Regions from separate parts of the Rattus norvegicus genome. Here region 2 is linked to region 1. A link is a contact called in public Hi-C data. All regions are on one chromosome and are shown on one strand. The core of a region is the stretch at or near the end of the contact, and the rest is flanking DNA. Distances in the headings are between cores, read along the strand shown.

Evidence for each region. Hi-C and Micro-C count contacts between places; a contact is called where the count stands out from the background.
Region 2: a Hi-C map of the A7r5 cell line shows a contact between it and region 1, with 2.9 times the contacts expected there. The contact joins the enhancer-like site here to the promoter of Sppl2a in region 1. A contact is called at or near these places in 5 of 12 Hi-C or Micro-C datasets (the A7r5 cell line, Schwann cells, kidney and 2 more).

Annotation. Positions count from the first base shown.
Region 1 is chr3:134,643,996-134,648,772 of GRCr8, reverse strand. Sppl2a (signal peptide peptidase-like 2A) reads left to right here and starts at 2,021. Exons shown (of 15, transcript NM_001107770.1): 1 at 2,021-2,307. The coding sequence starts at 2,242. It overlaps LOC134486145 (a long non-coding RNA gene), which reads right to left and starts at 2,163. Exons shown (of 2, transcript XR_010064882.1): 1 at 2,024-2,163; 2 at 175-1,033.
Region 2 is chr3:134,699,208-134,703,593 of GRCr8, reverse strand. No RefSeq gene overlaps it. Among named protein-coding and RNA genes, the nearest start is that of Ap4e1, 25 kb to the left of the region's middle. Within about 2 kb of position 1,698, at least 4 of the 93 cell types and tissues checked have an H3K27ac peak or open chromatin away from gene starts, as enhancers often do. A contact at or near this core is called in the A7r5 cell line, where this site is marked.

The DNA.
Region 1 (4,777 bases), core at 772-3,271:
GGACCTGGGTTCAATTCCCAGCACCCACATGGCTGCTTATAATCACCTGTAACTCTGGTTCTGGGGTCTGGTGCCCTCTTATGACCCCTGTAGACATCTGTAGACATATGGTAGACATAAGCTCATGTAGGTGTCTGTGCAAGTACACACACACAAATAAATAAATAAAAAGAATATCTTCCAAAGAATAGAGGTTTTTATTTGGTGAAGTCAATTTGTTGATTTTATTGTTGTATAGTTTTCCCTTTTAGTGTCCTGTTTTAGAAATCTTCATCCCCCCCCCCAAAAAAAAGCTATTAAATCTTTACAAATGTTTCCCTGAGACAACTTTGAAGGTCAGGTCTTATATTTAAGAGTAAGATCTATTTTGAGTTACATTTATATAACAGTGTGAGGTCTCTGGCATGTTGAGGGTCCATTCTCTGATTCTCTAATTCAGTGGGTTTGGATGGTGATGCTGAAACGGCAGAATCAGGGGCCTCGGTCCAGGCCCACACTCTGAAACACTAAATAACGAAAGGTTTTTCAAGCTTGGCTGTATATTAAACCTGGAAATGCGGTTTAATAAAAATTAAAATGCGGATATATTGGTCTTATCCAGATGAGCAAGTATGTGGGATCCCAGGGGAAAGAGGAGACTAGCTCAAACATCAGTGTCCTAGACAGTCTCTAAAAGTGGCTGAGAGTAAATACGACAATGTCATGACTGGCAGTTTCTGTCTGGGGAGCTCTTGAGGGCTGGTAGGTTTACAAATAGATTGAAACTGGGCCACAAGGGGAAGCCAGGGGACAGACAACTTCAGAAACAACCCACGCAGAACTGTAGGAGCATTTCCTTCAGGAATCCCCGCCACGCAGAGACGGAGATGATGAAGTCTCAGGTTCCAAGCTGTGTGATTCATTTCCGTCTCACCTTCTGCCTCTTCTTCCTTTCCACCTCTCCTACGTTCAGCCAAGGTCCAGTTCTGTAGTTGCCTCCCTTGGTTTTGAGACTAAAGCTTCCTTTCTGGAAGTGAATTCCCTCTTTGCCTAGCTGAAATTAACACGCAGAAATGAAGAGTCAGTAATACTCGGCTAGGGCTGGTGTTTCCTTTCTTTTTTTTTTTTTTTTTTTTTCCTTCCTTGTGCCCTATTTCCACCTCCCTTTGCTCCTTGTACAGTACCTTGTGAAAGGTCACTTTGTAACAGTGTTTGCTCACACGTCTGTATTTTTTGCTATGTCCCTCCCTTAGGGTAACAGAACACTGTCCTATTCAGTGGTTGGTATTAAACAGTAATCCAACAAATATTTGACGACCTAGTATACACTGGATATTTTATGTGTAAGGACACAGCAGTCAACAAAGCAAAGAGGGACCCTCCCATTAACTGGATAGCAGCAGGTGAGACAGAGATGAATATAAGAAAATGGGGGGGTTGGGGATTTAGCTCAGTGGTAGAGCGCTTGCCTAGGAAGCGCAAGGCCCTGGGTTCGGTCCCCAGCTCCGAAAAAAAGAACAAAAAAAAGAAAAAGAAAAAGAAAAGAAAATGGGGGTAAAAATCAGGCATGGTGGCTTATGCCTCTAGTCTCAGCCCTTGGGAGACAGATACAGGCAGATCTCTGAGTTCTAGGCCATGATCTACATAGTGAGTTCAGAGTATTTGTCAAGGATATGTCTCAAAAAAGCAGCAGCAGCAGCAACAACAACAAGCTATGAAGAGAACAAATAAATCATAGTATGAAAGTGAATGGAAGGCCACTTAAGATTTGGTGTATTAGGAAACACTCTATAGGGAGGAAGTGTTAAGTAAGCCGATAAGGGAACACCAAGAGTGTATTCCCCAGAGACTGCCCACCTAGAGGGTCCGTGGATCTTAACACGTGGGAAAGTACAGACGCTAAGGACAGAGAAGACAGGGGTGAGATTTTGCAGCAGAGGAAGTTTTGATTTGTGCTGCAATTTGTGGAGAGGGGCTTTGTCTGGTTTATGTCTTTACGAAAGTCTCGTGGCTACGTGGCAGAGGCCTGAAAGGAAACTGAAACCTGAAGCTCCAGTGGCTTGGAATGGGCGGCGGCCGCAGTTAAGGGGAACCGAACGAGAACCCGGGGTTTACGCAGCTAGAAAGACTGCCAGGAGCTGACAGTCCCCACAGAGTCCCGGCCCAGCGTTCCGCGGGAGGAACCGGAAGAGGAAGTCGGGGCTGCACCCTAGAGGTCCGGGTGCTGCCAGCGCAGCCTGCGCCTAGCTGCCCGCCCGTGGGATGGGGTTGCTGCACTCGCTGCACGCTCCCGCTGCTGCCCTGCTGTGGAGCTGCCTGCTCGGACTGGTGAGAGCCGGACTCCCCTCCCCTCCGCTTTTCCCTCCCCTTCTTCCGTCTTCCTCCCCCTCCCCCTCCATCCCTTCCTCTCCCTCTTCCCCCACCCTTCCCGACTTCCCTCATCCCTCCTCCTTCCCCTCCTCCCCGTTTCTCTCATTCCAACTCAGCTTCCCATTCTCCCACTGCCCTGGCCGGGTTAACTCTGTTCGTCTTTGAGTCCCAGCCTTCCACACCCGCCCCCCGCTCCCGAAATCCCGCGAAGTGCCCAATCCCTGGAAGAAACCCGTGGGGCGGGGGTAGGAGTGGATGGTGTGGGTGGGGAGCTTCCTCCTCCTTGGTCCTGGAACCCTCTCTATAATTTTTTACCCTGCTGGCATGTTTTTTTCTTAATTCAAAGAATTCACTTCTGTGGGCTTATCTGTGTAGCCCTTCTCACTGCTGCATTTTGCCCGCAAAAAGACGGGTGGAGGGGCAGGTGTGGACAGGGTTCCAGGTGTTAGCGTTCTGGCCTTCTCTTTAGTTAACCGCTCTCACATACATTTCAATCTATGGCCATATTAATATTTATATTCTTTCCTTCCATTCCCATATAGTGCCTTCTATGTAAGGTACATAAGATTATACTGTGGGGATTTGTTTTATGCTTTTGTTTTCTTATAGGTATACTTTAAAATACCTTTAAAGGGGAAATTAGAGATTTGAATAGTTTGAAGTCTAAAAGGGTCAAAGTCTGGTTAAGAAAAAACAACAAATATGTGCACACATGCCCATATCTGCTGAAGTAATATTTTAATATTCGGCATCAGGTTATTTGAACTCCAATGTGTGACCAAGAAGGTAGCATTCGGTGTTTTAGATTTAGTTTCTGTTCACTTTCTTTTCTGGCCTTTGATGATGGGAACTTTTTGTAGATGTTGTTTGCACACTGTTGTGTAAACAGTGTATGCAGTTATTACTTAGAAACCATCACTTCTCTGAAAGACTGCTTTGTCACTCTGGGCTTTAAAAGGTCACCGACAAAGCCCAAACGTTTTTTTGTTTTTTTGTTTTTAAGTAGACTTTGGCGTTCTAGGAACTTTGCCAGACAGCATTAGGAGAGAACTCATACAAAAAGTGTTTTGAGGAGAAACACAGTAGCATTACTTTGTATCTTTGAAATATGAACTGAGTAACCAGACAAGTACCATTTAAGTTCAAAGAAAACTCAGCAGGTACATAAATGTTGTGAACTTATAACTTACTCATCAAGTTTAATACTCATTTTAGTGACCTCTTAAGATGACTAATACAAAATGTTTACATACTTATACCATAGTTCCACTAACCCTTTCTCAAGGTAAATCAATATTTAGCACAGTAATACATCTACTCTTGATAAACCCACATTTTTGGGCAGTGGTGGCACCTGCGTTTAATCCCAGCACTCAGGAAGCTGAAGCCTGTGGATCTTTGTGAGTTCGAGGCCAGTCTGGTCTACAGAGAGTTCTAGGACAGCCTACAGAGAGAAATTTTGTCTCAAGAAAACAAAACAGGCAAACAAACAAAGTGTTAAGTCCACATTGTGGTTGTTATTAAAGAGCTCAGAAGACCTATTGGCTGGCATGGATAGGTGGGTAATGATGAGTTACATATTTAGCATGCTTTTGTTGTTGTTGGTTTATTGTTTTTTTCAGACATTTTTTTTCCTCTGTAGCCCTGGCTGTCTTAGAACTCACTCTGTAGACCAGGCTGACTTCAAACACACAGAGATCCCCCTGCCTCTACCTCCTAAGTGCTAAGATTGAAGGCTTGTGCCACCACTGAAAAGTTTAGCAAGCTATTTTTAGATACTGACCCTGTAAAGTACTTGGCCTTCCCTACCCGCACCCCCAACAGGGTCTGAAACAGGCCGACCTTGAGGTCCCCAAGAATGACAGTGGATTTCTGGTTGTCTTTAGTGTGGGGATGGTAGGCATGGGCCGCCATGCTCAGGTGGCTTCCTTAATAGTAGACAAGTGCTCAACCAACAGAGCTAAAGCCCTAGCCTGCTGAGGAGTAAGGGCTTTGTTGTAGTTTGTTTTGTTTGTTTTTGTTTTTTGTTTTAAGGTTGGGGAAGTCGGTAATAGGTTTCCTTGGTTTCAACTTTAAACATGTCCCTTTACGGAACAAACTAAGATTTCCAAATATATTTGTAGTGGCTTTGCTCTTGGTTCTCATCATAAATCTTAATTAAAAGCATCTATTAATACCTGTATGAGATAGTTTGAACACTGTGCTACCCGGACATTGCCTCTTTCAAGCTAGTCCTTTAAAGTCATCTTCCCACAGGGTCAGAGTTTGGACAAAATGAAGACAAGTGCTTCACCAGAATGTATAGTGTGGTGCATTTAGCCTAATTCCAGATAGAGTCATCATTCCATCTGTATGTTCATGAGCCTGCCTTTTTACTGTCTGCATGAGGGCAGCATTCTGCTATTCTCTTCTCGCCCCAGAATGGCCT
Region 2 (4,386 bases), core at 449-2,948, 55 kb before region 1:
TGTTAAGGTGGTCTGTGGTGGATGGCGTATGTAGGAGACAGGCTTCCAGATGGTAGTATTAAGGTGGTCTCTGATGCCGACCTAAGGCTTTCATTGCAGATCCAAAATGACAGGCGATGGATGGGACAAGCTTCCTCAAGAGCCGGAGGGTAGTTGCAGTTCTCTCTTCTACCACTAGATGGCAGTGTAGGTATGTGTGGAGGAGAAAGAGAAAACCAACTAGATCCCAGAGCCAGGATCATTCCAATGAGGAAGTAAATCAAATTAGACCAGAAGTGCCGTAGTCAATAATAAAGGCCTTGTTTTTTTCCAGAACGTATGGAGCCTGCCTTCAAAAACCCTGTCTCTGGATAAATTAGACTAATGACTTATCTTCCATCCTCTTATTTTGTGGCGTCTTTATTTTATTTTGGCGTTTGTTGTTCTTGTTTTGTTTGAATCGAGGTCTCACTCCGTAATCCTGACTTTCCTAGGCTCATAATGTAGATCAGGCTGGCCTCAAATCTATGGTTATATCCTCCTGCCTCTACTTCCTCTTAGGTTCTGGAACTAGAGTTCAGGCACCCCAGCCCCTGGCTATGACTTGTTGATCCTACTCTCTCTTGCTTCCTTCTGTTTCCCAGACCTGAATTCATAGGAGAGGCACAAAACAATGTTTTGATAAGTACGTGCTTGAAATAACTTTGGCGGCTCTCCAGATAGAACTTCTTTTTTTTCTTTTTCTTTTTTCTTTTCTTTTTTTCGGAGCTGGGGACCGAACCCAGGGCCTTGTGCTTGCTAGGCAAGCGCTCTACCACTGAGCTAAATCCCCAGCCCCCAGATAGAATTTCTTATGCTCTCACACTTCCATAACATTTGGAAACATCTAGATTAGATCAGATCAAGATCCACACAGCTTCAAATCCTCTTGGTAACTATTGGTACATTGGTAGTTTATATGTCTGTGGAAAAATTTTTATAAGTGTATTAGAATTTTTAAAAGACCTTTAAAACGTTACTGATTAAACAATGCCACCTCAGGATAACCCCCCACTCCATGTCTTCTCTTCCTTTGCACGTCCATAAGCTTGGGTAAAGTCTCTTTGGGCTTATTTCCAAATCTCTTATGTCATTGGTCTATTACACAGATACTCTCGCTTCACATGAAAATCGAAAGCTGCAGAAAGAACGGCTTGTGAGGAATTACCAAAAGCTCGGAGTTGACTTCCTGTCGGAAGCGTGTGGGCATATCATTTTTTGCCTTCTGTTTGTGTATATGTATGCCATACTCATATGTGTTCTATCATGAGGGAATGCAGGCATTTGCGTGCCGTGGTGCGTGGGGAGGTCACAGGGCAGGCTCAAGGACCATTCCTTACTTTCTACTATGGGTGTTACTGCATCCTTTCCTCTTTGGCTTTTGTCTTTTCTTGCTTTATACGACGCCCGTCTGGCCCAGCAGCTTTCAAGGATTTCCCTGTCTCTGCCTTCCATCTCCTCATAAGAGTGCTGGGATTTCAGACACACACAGCCACCATGTCTGGCTCACGTGGGCCCTGGGGATTGAACTCTGGTCCTCACACTTGAGCACTTTACCCACCAAGGCATTTTTTTCTAGCCCTAGCATGATTTATTGCACTAGCAAAAGACTCTCCATAGTTTACTTACAGGTTTTGTTGCTACTGTTATGACTCTTAACACATTAGTAAGGAGTAATGAGAGAAAGAATTTTTATAGTGACCTGGAGATTCTGAAGCTATCAAGGCATGGATCAGTGTAAACTCTTGAAAGTAGCTGGAGTGGTAAAAAAAACAGCAGCCAGTGTGATGTGGCTTTTCAATTACCTTAGCTATAAAGTTTGGCTATTAACTGAGTACTTAATTGGCTCCTCCTGAAATGAAGCTATAAAAGCATTCGGTCCCACAGGCTAAAGAACATGTTGTACCTGTTGAAAACTGTTAAAAGGCACCTTTAAAAGTCTGGTCATAACTGAGCAATGACTAAATGTAACCTTATTAGGCCAGACATTTTAGAGTAGAAATGGTGACTACCAACACAGAATTGTGGCCAGACAGCCGAGTCTGAATCCTACCTCTGCCATTTACAGTCTGCACGACTCTAATTACATAGTTTACATTCTCGGGCCTTTCTATCTCCGTCTCTATAATGAGCGCAACAGTAACTACCCTGCAGAATCTGAATAATTAGGTTAAGTCACACACAGAAAGGAACTTTGAAGACAGGGTAGAACACAAATATTAGTTACAGCTTGTAAGGCAGGCAGTCATCCTTTACAGATAGGGACGCCGACTGCCTTGGCTAAGAACCAGTTGTGGCTGAGTTAGGACGAGGACAGATCGCCACGGCTCCTTTTCAGAACATCAATCAGCACTCCTTTGACAGGTAATATAAACTAGGTCTCCGCCCCTGTCTCATTTACATAAAATTTATCACCCAGCCATAAAAAGTCATTAAAATTTAACTTTAAGTTTGTTAGAAGCTAGATTTAATTACCATGTATGTGTACATATATTACTTACCTTCCAACTGCCCCTGAAGGAAAACAGTTTTGTTTTTTGTTTTTTTTTATTGTATATGGTCAATGCTTGGCTAAGGCTTCTAGTTTTATGAGAGTCACATGAGATTATTTGAATGCTAAATCCAGCTACTGGGAGGAATCTACAAAAACAAGTCAACCCTTATATAAAAGCTAGAACTTTCAGTGTACTTTCAGGACTCTTTAAATAATTCTTTACCTTCATTCTAACCTTACGTTTTGCTACTGACAAAGAAATTACCATTTGTGGCTTCCAAAAACGTCCTGTTGTTTCTTTTCTTTTTGATGTGTATTTGTGTGTGCCTGCTTGCCCATACGTACAGTACATGCCTGCTGGTGCCCACAGAGGCCCGAAGAAGGCATTAGATCCCCTGGTGCTGGAGTTACCTGTCGTTGTGAACTGCCTACACAGTTGTGTGTGCCGGGAACCACATTCTAGTCCTCTGCAGAAAACAGCAAGTTCATTTAACTGCTGAGTCATCCTCCAAGCCCTCAAACGATCTCAGCACTGGGGAGGCAGAGGAAGCAGATCTTGGTGAGTTCAAAGACAGCCTGGTCTACATAATGAGTTCCAGTACAGCCAGAGCTGCATAGTGAGACTCCAACACAAATAAATGGATGGATGGATGGATGGATGGATGGATGGATGGATGGATGGAAAGCATTCTAATGCTTTCTTTGCTTTAATAGTCATTTATCAATAATGTCCCATGATTACAGCATGCAAAGAATATTCTTACTGTAAAGAAAGCTGTTTTCCTTATAAATTACAGTAGATTTGTATTATTTAAACTTTGCCTCTGGGAGCTGGAGAAATGGCTCTGAGGTTGGAAGAACTGGCTGCTCTTCCGAAGGATCTGTGTTCAATTCCTAGCACCCAAATGCCAGCTCGTAACTGTCTGTGATTCCAGTTCCAGGAGATCTGACACCCTCACACAGACGTATATGCAGGCAAAACACCGAAGCACGTGAAATAAAAATAAATTAAGTTTAAAAAAAGTCAAGAGATGCAAGGGAAAAAAGCCAAATTTGCTTCTGACTCAAGTTCTAAGAACTAGAACTGGGAATTTGCGGGAGGAAGGAGATGAGGTCTGGCAGGAGCCTCCATTTGGGTTATTTTCCAGCTGCTTGGAGATTTTAGGCCAGTCTCTTTTTCATAGGAAGAGAAACCCACAGAAGCTCATCCAACACTGAGGCCTTATTAAGGCGAGTATTTCAAAGACTTTGTGCGTTTATGGTAGTTTAATTTTCAGTTTTGCATTGAAGAAGGCATAAAATGACTTGTGAAGGTTTAGCTCTTGTCCTACCTAATGAGCGGCTTTTCTGAGCCACCGTTCTGACCTTTTAAATGTGGTTGGTTCAACAAGATCCTGCAGGCAGAACGCCAGGATTAAAGAAGCGAGCCGAGGTAGATTTATTGGAACACTCTTGTCAGAAAGCTAAAGTTTCCCAGTCAAGGAAGATGTAAAACCCTCCCATTGTAGTCAGCCTTCATTCTGAGGCAATGGCCTGACTCGTGTTGCTTACGGAGAATGAGCCACACAGCCTGCAAGGGTCATGAGGAGCGCATTAAGAAACCCGTGTGCAGATGCATCTGCAGTGGAAAAGCCCGCGGTAACCTTGGTGACAGAGCAGTGCTAGCTCCTGCCTCACCGCTGTCTGTTCTAAGGTGGAGGCACTGTCTCTTCTCTCCGTACTGATTGGAAGAGGCTGGGTTGCCCACATTGTTTGTGCATAGGGGTGCGCATTCTTGTTGGCAAAGGCGGTATTCAGAAACCGATGCTGAGGCCCAGGAGAAGGCAAACACACGGATCTTAGCCTTTGGAAAGGACAGCCCGGCCCCAGGCTGG